2 separate regions of the Mus musculus genome follow, and region 1 is linked to region 2. A link is a contact called in public promoter capture Hi-C data. All regions are on one chromosome and are shown on one strand. Each heading gives the region's core, a stretch centred on a gene start, on an enhancer-like site or on the middle of the called end of the contact. The rest is flanking DNA. Distances are from core to core; before and after follow the strand shown. Region 1 holds the start of Iqcd (IQ motif containing D). Region 2 holds the start of Fbxw8 (F-box and WD-40 domain protein 8).

The links. Promoter capture Hi-C pulls out the DNA fragments that hold promoters and counts their contacts.
Region 1: a promoter capture Hi-C map of cranial neural crest shows a contact between it and region 2. The contact joins the promoter of Iqcd here to the promoter of Fbxw8 in region 2. A contact is called at or near these places in 4 of 39 promoter capture datasets (the 3T3-L1 cell line, cranial neural crest, hippocampal neurons and 1 more).

The regions. Positions count from the first base shown.
Region 1 is chr5:120,587,732-120,590,431 of GRCm38.p6, reverse strand. Iqcd (IQ motif containing D) reads right to left here and starts at 1,409. Exons shown (of 5, transcript NM_029408.2): 1 at 1,338-1,409. Tpcn1 (two pore channel 1) reads left to right here and starts at 1,819. Exons shown (of 28, transcript NM_145853.2): 1 at 1,819-1,929.
Region 2 is chr5:118,154,167-118,156,906 of GRCm38.p6, reverse strand. It overlaps Fbxw8 (F-box and WD-40 domain protein 8), which reads left to right and starts at 1,449. Exons shown (of 11, transcript NM_172721.2): 1 at 1,449-1,843. The coding sequence starts at 1,526.

The DNA of each region.
Region 1 (2,700 bases), core at 160-2,659, 2.4 Mb before region 2:
TCTGAGTTCGAGGCCAGCCTGGCCTATAAAGCGAGTTCCAGGACAGCCAGGGTTATACAGAGAAACCCTGTCTCGAAAAACAAGAACAAACAAACAAAAGACCTTCATCCTAGCTGCCTGGAAGTCAGTCTTCCGCTAGCAGCCTTCAGATGAAGATGTAGAATTCTCAGTTCGTCCTGCACCATGCCTGCCTGGATGCTGCCATGCTCCCACCTTGATGATAATGGACTGAACCTCTGAACCTGTGAGCCAGCCCCAAATAAATGTTGTCCTTACAAGAGTTGCCTTGGTCAAGGTGTAAAGCGAGCAGTCAAAACCTAACTAAGACACACACTAAGCACTCAATAAGCCCATGTTAAATATGTGAATTATTCGTTGTATGAGCCAAGAGAATGTCCTAGGAAATGCTTAGACAGAGGGAGTTAGGGTAGAATAAGTCGTGGCGGGGATCACTGCAATTAGCCTGGCAGTCACAGCACACACACGTTGTGAACATACCTTGTGCACTCACATACACGTAGGCACCCACAGATACATATAAAGTAAAAATAAATAAAGCTTTACGTTATTTTAAAAGAGCGTGTACGGCTTTTTGAAAGGACTAGAGTTTAGTCCCCTGCACCTATGACAGGTGGCTCACAACTGCCCACCCGTAATTAATTTTAGCTCCAGAGGATCCAAAACCCTTTGTCTGTATTCACATTCACATACCCCACCAACGCAGACATAGTGATAATAATATTAATAATGATAATAAAACTTTAACAATTAAAGGGGAAAAAACCTAATTAGACCAAGGGTGGTGGCACATGCTTTTAATCCCAGTACTCAAAGGCAAAGACTGGTGGATCTCTGTGAGTCTGAGGCTAGCCTGGTCTACAGAGTGAGTTCGAGACTACATAGTGAGACCTTGTTCCAAAATCAAAACAAACAACAAATCCTTATTTTAAGCATACACTGAAGGGGGTCACGCACCCAGCAAGCTGACCTCTGAACATAGTGCGGACAGTGGGCACCAAAACAAACCAACCCATCCAATTACTTGAACTAAGTTCACTCGATGTGAACTTCACAAATGGTATCAGTAAGAGATGAGGAGAGGGACTATGAAATGGCAGGTGGACCAGACAGGAAGCAAGACTATCAGAAGAGGATACTTGATGGTGCTTGCAGGAGGCCTAGAGGAGGACAGGATGGAGGTTGGGCAAGGGAGTGAGGACCTGGAGCTGGACGGGATGGCAAGTGGGGCGCGGACGCCTGGAGGGGAGAAATCACTGGACGGCGTGCCTACTAGGTGCACACAGCCTGCAGCCTGGGGCTTCCCCGCTGTCACTCACCAGCTCCTCAAGATGCAAGTTTCTTGGCCCACAGTTAAGCAACTCGGCGGCCCTTATGTTGCTAGGTTACGAGCCACTCTTAGAAGGCGGGACTTTGAGTTTGACTGACATTCTTTTTCACCATTTAACTTCGAATCGGGTTGCGTTGGCTCCGCCTCCTGAAAGATGGCCAATCAAAATCCCCGCCTCTCTGACGTTTCGCCAATGGAAAGACGCAGGATTCCTGTTGGTTGCGCGAGTGAGGCGGGGGTGGGGGTGGGGTGGGGAGGAAAGGGGTGTTGCTTCCTCGCCCCGCCCTCCCTTTGGGAGGAGGGCTGTGAGAACGCTGAGTGACGTGTAGTCTACCCTGTCAAATTTCATTGCGACCCCTCTGATGGCCAGTAGGCTGTGGCCTAGGGCCGTGGGCGGGGCTTTCGGGGCTGAGTGACAGGAGTCGGCGGATGCGAAGGCTGGCGCAGCTGCCGCTGTGGCAGCGGTGAGGCGGCGGTGGCGGCTGCTGAGGCTCCGCGCTGGGGATATTGGCGGCGGCAACTGCGGGCTGAGCTACGCTGTGCAGACCCAGTGCACAGTGCGGGATCCCGGGACGGCGCGTGTAAGGATCCGAGGGGTGCGCGATCTTGGCCCGAGGGCAAGGGTCAGGGGTCAGAAGGTGCAGAGAAGGGGCTGGGGCTGAGTGCTCCAGAAGCCCGAGGCGGGGCCCTGGGAGGTGGCCGGCATGCTCTCTCCTTGCGGATCCCCTTCTCTCTGCACCCCTTTTCTTTGGCCTGACTTCCTGGGGCGACCCGGATCGCGATGGGGATCGTGGGGAGCTAGAGCCCCCGAGCGACCCTTCCTCCCTGCTCACCTCCCTGCTGTGTCCTCTTGTGACCTGGCCGGGGACTCCTGCCTGGGTCAGTCTGCCTCAGGGGACAGATCGCAGGATGGCAGCTAGCTATCTGATTCCGGGACCTTCTTCCAGGGGTGACCTTACCCCAGGGGTGACTCGCTGGGTCTCCGCTAGAGAGAGAACCAAGGTCTGCCAAAGGGCTGGACCTTAGGAGCTCCGAGTCTGCTGTGTGACCTTGGACAGTTTACTTACCCTCTCTGGGCCCCGTTTCTTTCTCTTTGAAAAGTCATAGGCTCTTCAGGAGGCAAAGGCAGGAGAATGGCAACTTCAAAGCTTCAAAGCTCCATAGGGATATCCCTACCACCAAAGACAAAAAACAAGAAAGCGGTTGGTGGATTTCGCCTAAGTGGAGTGCAGTTTCTAGGAATAGTTGGTGGGGCTGCGCTGAAGTGGGCAGTGTCCCCTGCGTTCCATGACTACTTGTGGCTCTTTACTTGGGAGAGGCCACGCTAAGCTGCCTCATGTATCAAGTGGGCG
Region 2 (2,740 bases), core at 200-2,699:
GAACAAGGAAAATTAAAAAAAAAAAAATCAAGAGCAGTTTAAAATACATCGGTGGAAATATCAAGTAGGGGTGGGGACTCGCTGTTGTAGGTACTACCTGGTGACATTCTGAAGTTTTGGGTTGGTGGAAGATAGGAGTCGATGAGGCTAATATAGCAAACGGTTTCTCCTGACAGTCACAAGGGGGCTAGGTTTGACAGTCACAGGGGGGCTAGGTTTGACTGACAGTCACAGGGGAGCTAGGTTTGACACAGAGGCAGGAACAGAATGATTAATAGGGGGCGCTAATGATAGCCCAAGACAAACCATTATTACACTCTAGACTTGCAACATTCCAACCTTCCCACAGTGGCTGCAGTTCTGATGAGCTAAGCAGCCTTGTGGAAGACTCAACGGGAGGTGGGGGTTCCTTCCAGAACATTCCTTCACAGATCCTTTCCTACGGTACCGACTTTGGACCTGTAGTCCTGGAAATCTCTGCTGATTTTCCATAGCTGTTTCCCCGCCCCCCTCCCCACCCCCTGTTTATCAGCTAGTAGCTTAAATGGCATTTCCTCAGAGAGGTCTTCATGACAGCTCTTTTTTTGTTTTTGTTTTTGTTTTTGTTTTTGTTTTGTTTTGTTTTGTTTTTGTTTTTCGAGACAGCGTTTCTCTGTGTAGCCCTGGCTGTCCTGGAACTCACTCCATAGACCAGGCTGGCCTCGAACTCAGAAATCCACCTGCCTCTGCCTCCCGAGTGCTGGGATTAAAGGCGTGCGCCACCACGCCTGGCTTCATGGTGGCCACTAATTGGCTCCTCCCTCTGTCCATCACTTTGTTATCTGACCCGATTTCTTATTTTTCTATATAACCTTTCCTGCGGATTCAGACATTCACATTAAAAAGATCTTTACTGGGAGGCAGAGGTGGGCGGATTTCTGAGTTCGAGGCCAGCCTGGTCTACAGAGTGAGTTCCAGGACAGCCAGGGCTACACAGAGAAACCCTGTCTCGAACCCCCCCCCCCCCCAAAAAAATCTTTACCTCTGTTTTATTGGAATGTTAGTTTTAAGAAGGCAGAGATGGTTAATTGGGTGTGGTGTGTGTAGATCTGAAGGGTAACATCAGGTTGGGCTGGCTCCGCAGAAAAGAATGCTTGCTGCGAAGCCTGGTGACTTGAGAGTTCGATCCCTGAGACCCACTTGGTGGAAGGCAAGAACTGAATCCTCCAATTTGTTCTGTGACCTACACACACACACACACACACACACACGCACGCACTAAATAAATAAATAAATGCAATAAAAACCGCTACATTAAAAAACGCGACCTTTTGCAATATGTATATAGCAGCCATTTAAAGCATGGCTTGCTTGGTACAAAGGTGCCAAAAACAAGGGATGTCGAAGCAGAGGGGCGTGGCTGCCCGGAACCTACAAGACGCGCTCCCGGAAGTCTCCAGGCCGACTACGGACACTTCCGGCGGATGGACAGTCCGTCCCCATTCTGGCAGCCCCTGGGTGCCGCGTCGGCCTGGGCGCGTCAAGCATGGACGACCACAACCTGGAGGAGTTCCGCCGGCACTGGCAGGAGGAGTTGGCGCAGTCACAGGCGCTGAGGCGACGGCGGCGGCTCGAGGCTGGGGAGCGGCGGTCGCCGCGAAGGCCCGAGGCGGGAGCGCGAGGCGAGCCGGCCTCGGGCTACCTGGGGCTGGCGCAGGGGCTGCTGGAGGGCGCGGGCCGACCCCCGGCGCCCAGGCCTGGCCGGGGAGGCGACAGGAAGGATACGTCCAGCCGATCGCGCTCACCCCCAGACCGCGACGCCACGGAGCCCGAGCCGCTGGTGGATCAGCTCATCCGCGACTTGGTGAGTGGCCGGGGACAAGATGTCTCTCCCTGTGGGCCCACCATCTATGGTGGGGAAAGTCGCGGACGCGGGCACAGCGGGAACCCTGAACACCCAGATGTCCCTGGAACGAGTGGTTCTCCTTCAGCAGCTTTGCCTGTAAACATCTTGAGGTGTTGACAGTAGGTGTGTGCGCATTCTTGGGTTTGTAAGAAGGTTGAGGAATGTTCGCAAACATCCAGGACACCCTTCCCCCCCCCCCCCCCCCGGCTAAAAAGAATCCGCCCATAAAGGACTACGTGTGAGTTGGAGAAATACTATTCTAGAAACGTCCCAAACCATGGAAGAAAGGTTGACTTCGGAGAGGAAGGTCAAGAAAAAGCAGAGGACGGAATTAATGTTCTTTTTTTTTTCTCTGTATTTTTTTATTTTCCTAACGTAACGTGTTATCTAAATTAAAAAAATAAACCATAAATCAGAAGAAACGAAAGGACTACGGCGAAGAAGAAACCTTTGGTCAGTATTTTTAGGAGGCTCTTAGCCTTTGGAGGGCATGTGTCCCTCGGAGAATCAGGAACCTCTTTCTCCGGCCTCATTGACCAAGTCGGGAGAATCAAATCAAGACCCCTCCTGACAAGATCCATGGCTCCCAGGTTAAGAGTTAGGTCAGAAGAGAAGGCTTTAATGGTTTCACTCAAACCAGGTTCAAAGAAAATTTCTACAGCCCAGTGGGGGGGATACTTGTCTGTAAGTGAAAGTTGTTTAGAGAAATGATGGGAAAGGGCTGGAGAGATGGCTCAGTAGCTAAGAGCGCAACAGGCTTTTCAGGAGTTGGGTTTCTAGTACCCGTGCCAGGTGGCTTACGACCTCTTGTAACTGTAGTTTAGGATATTTAATGGGTCTGGCTTCCATGGGCAC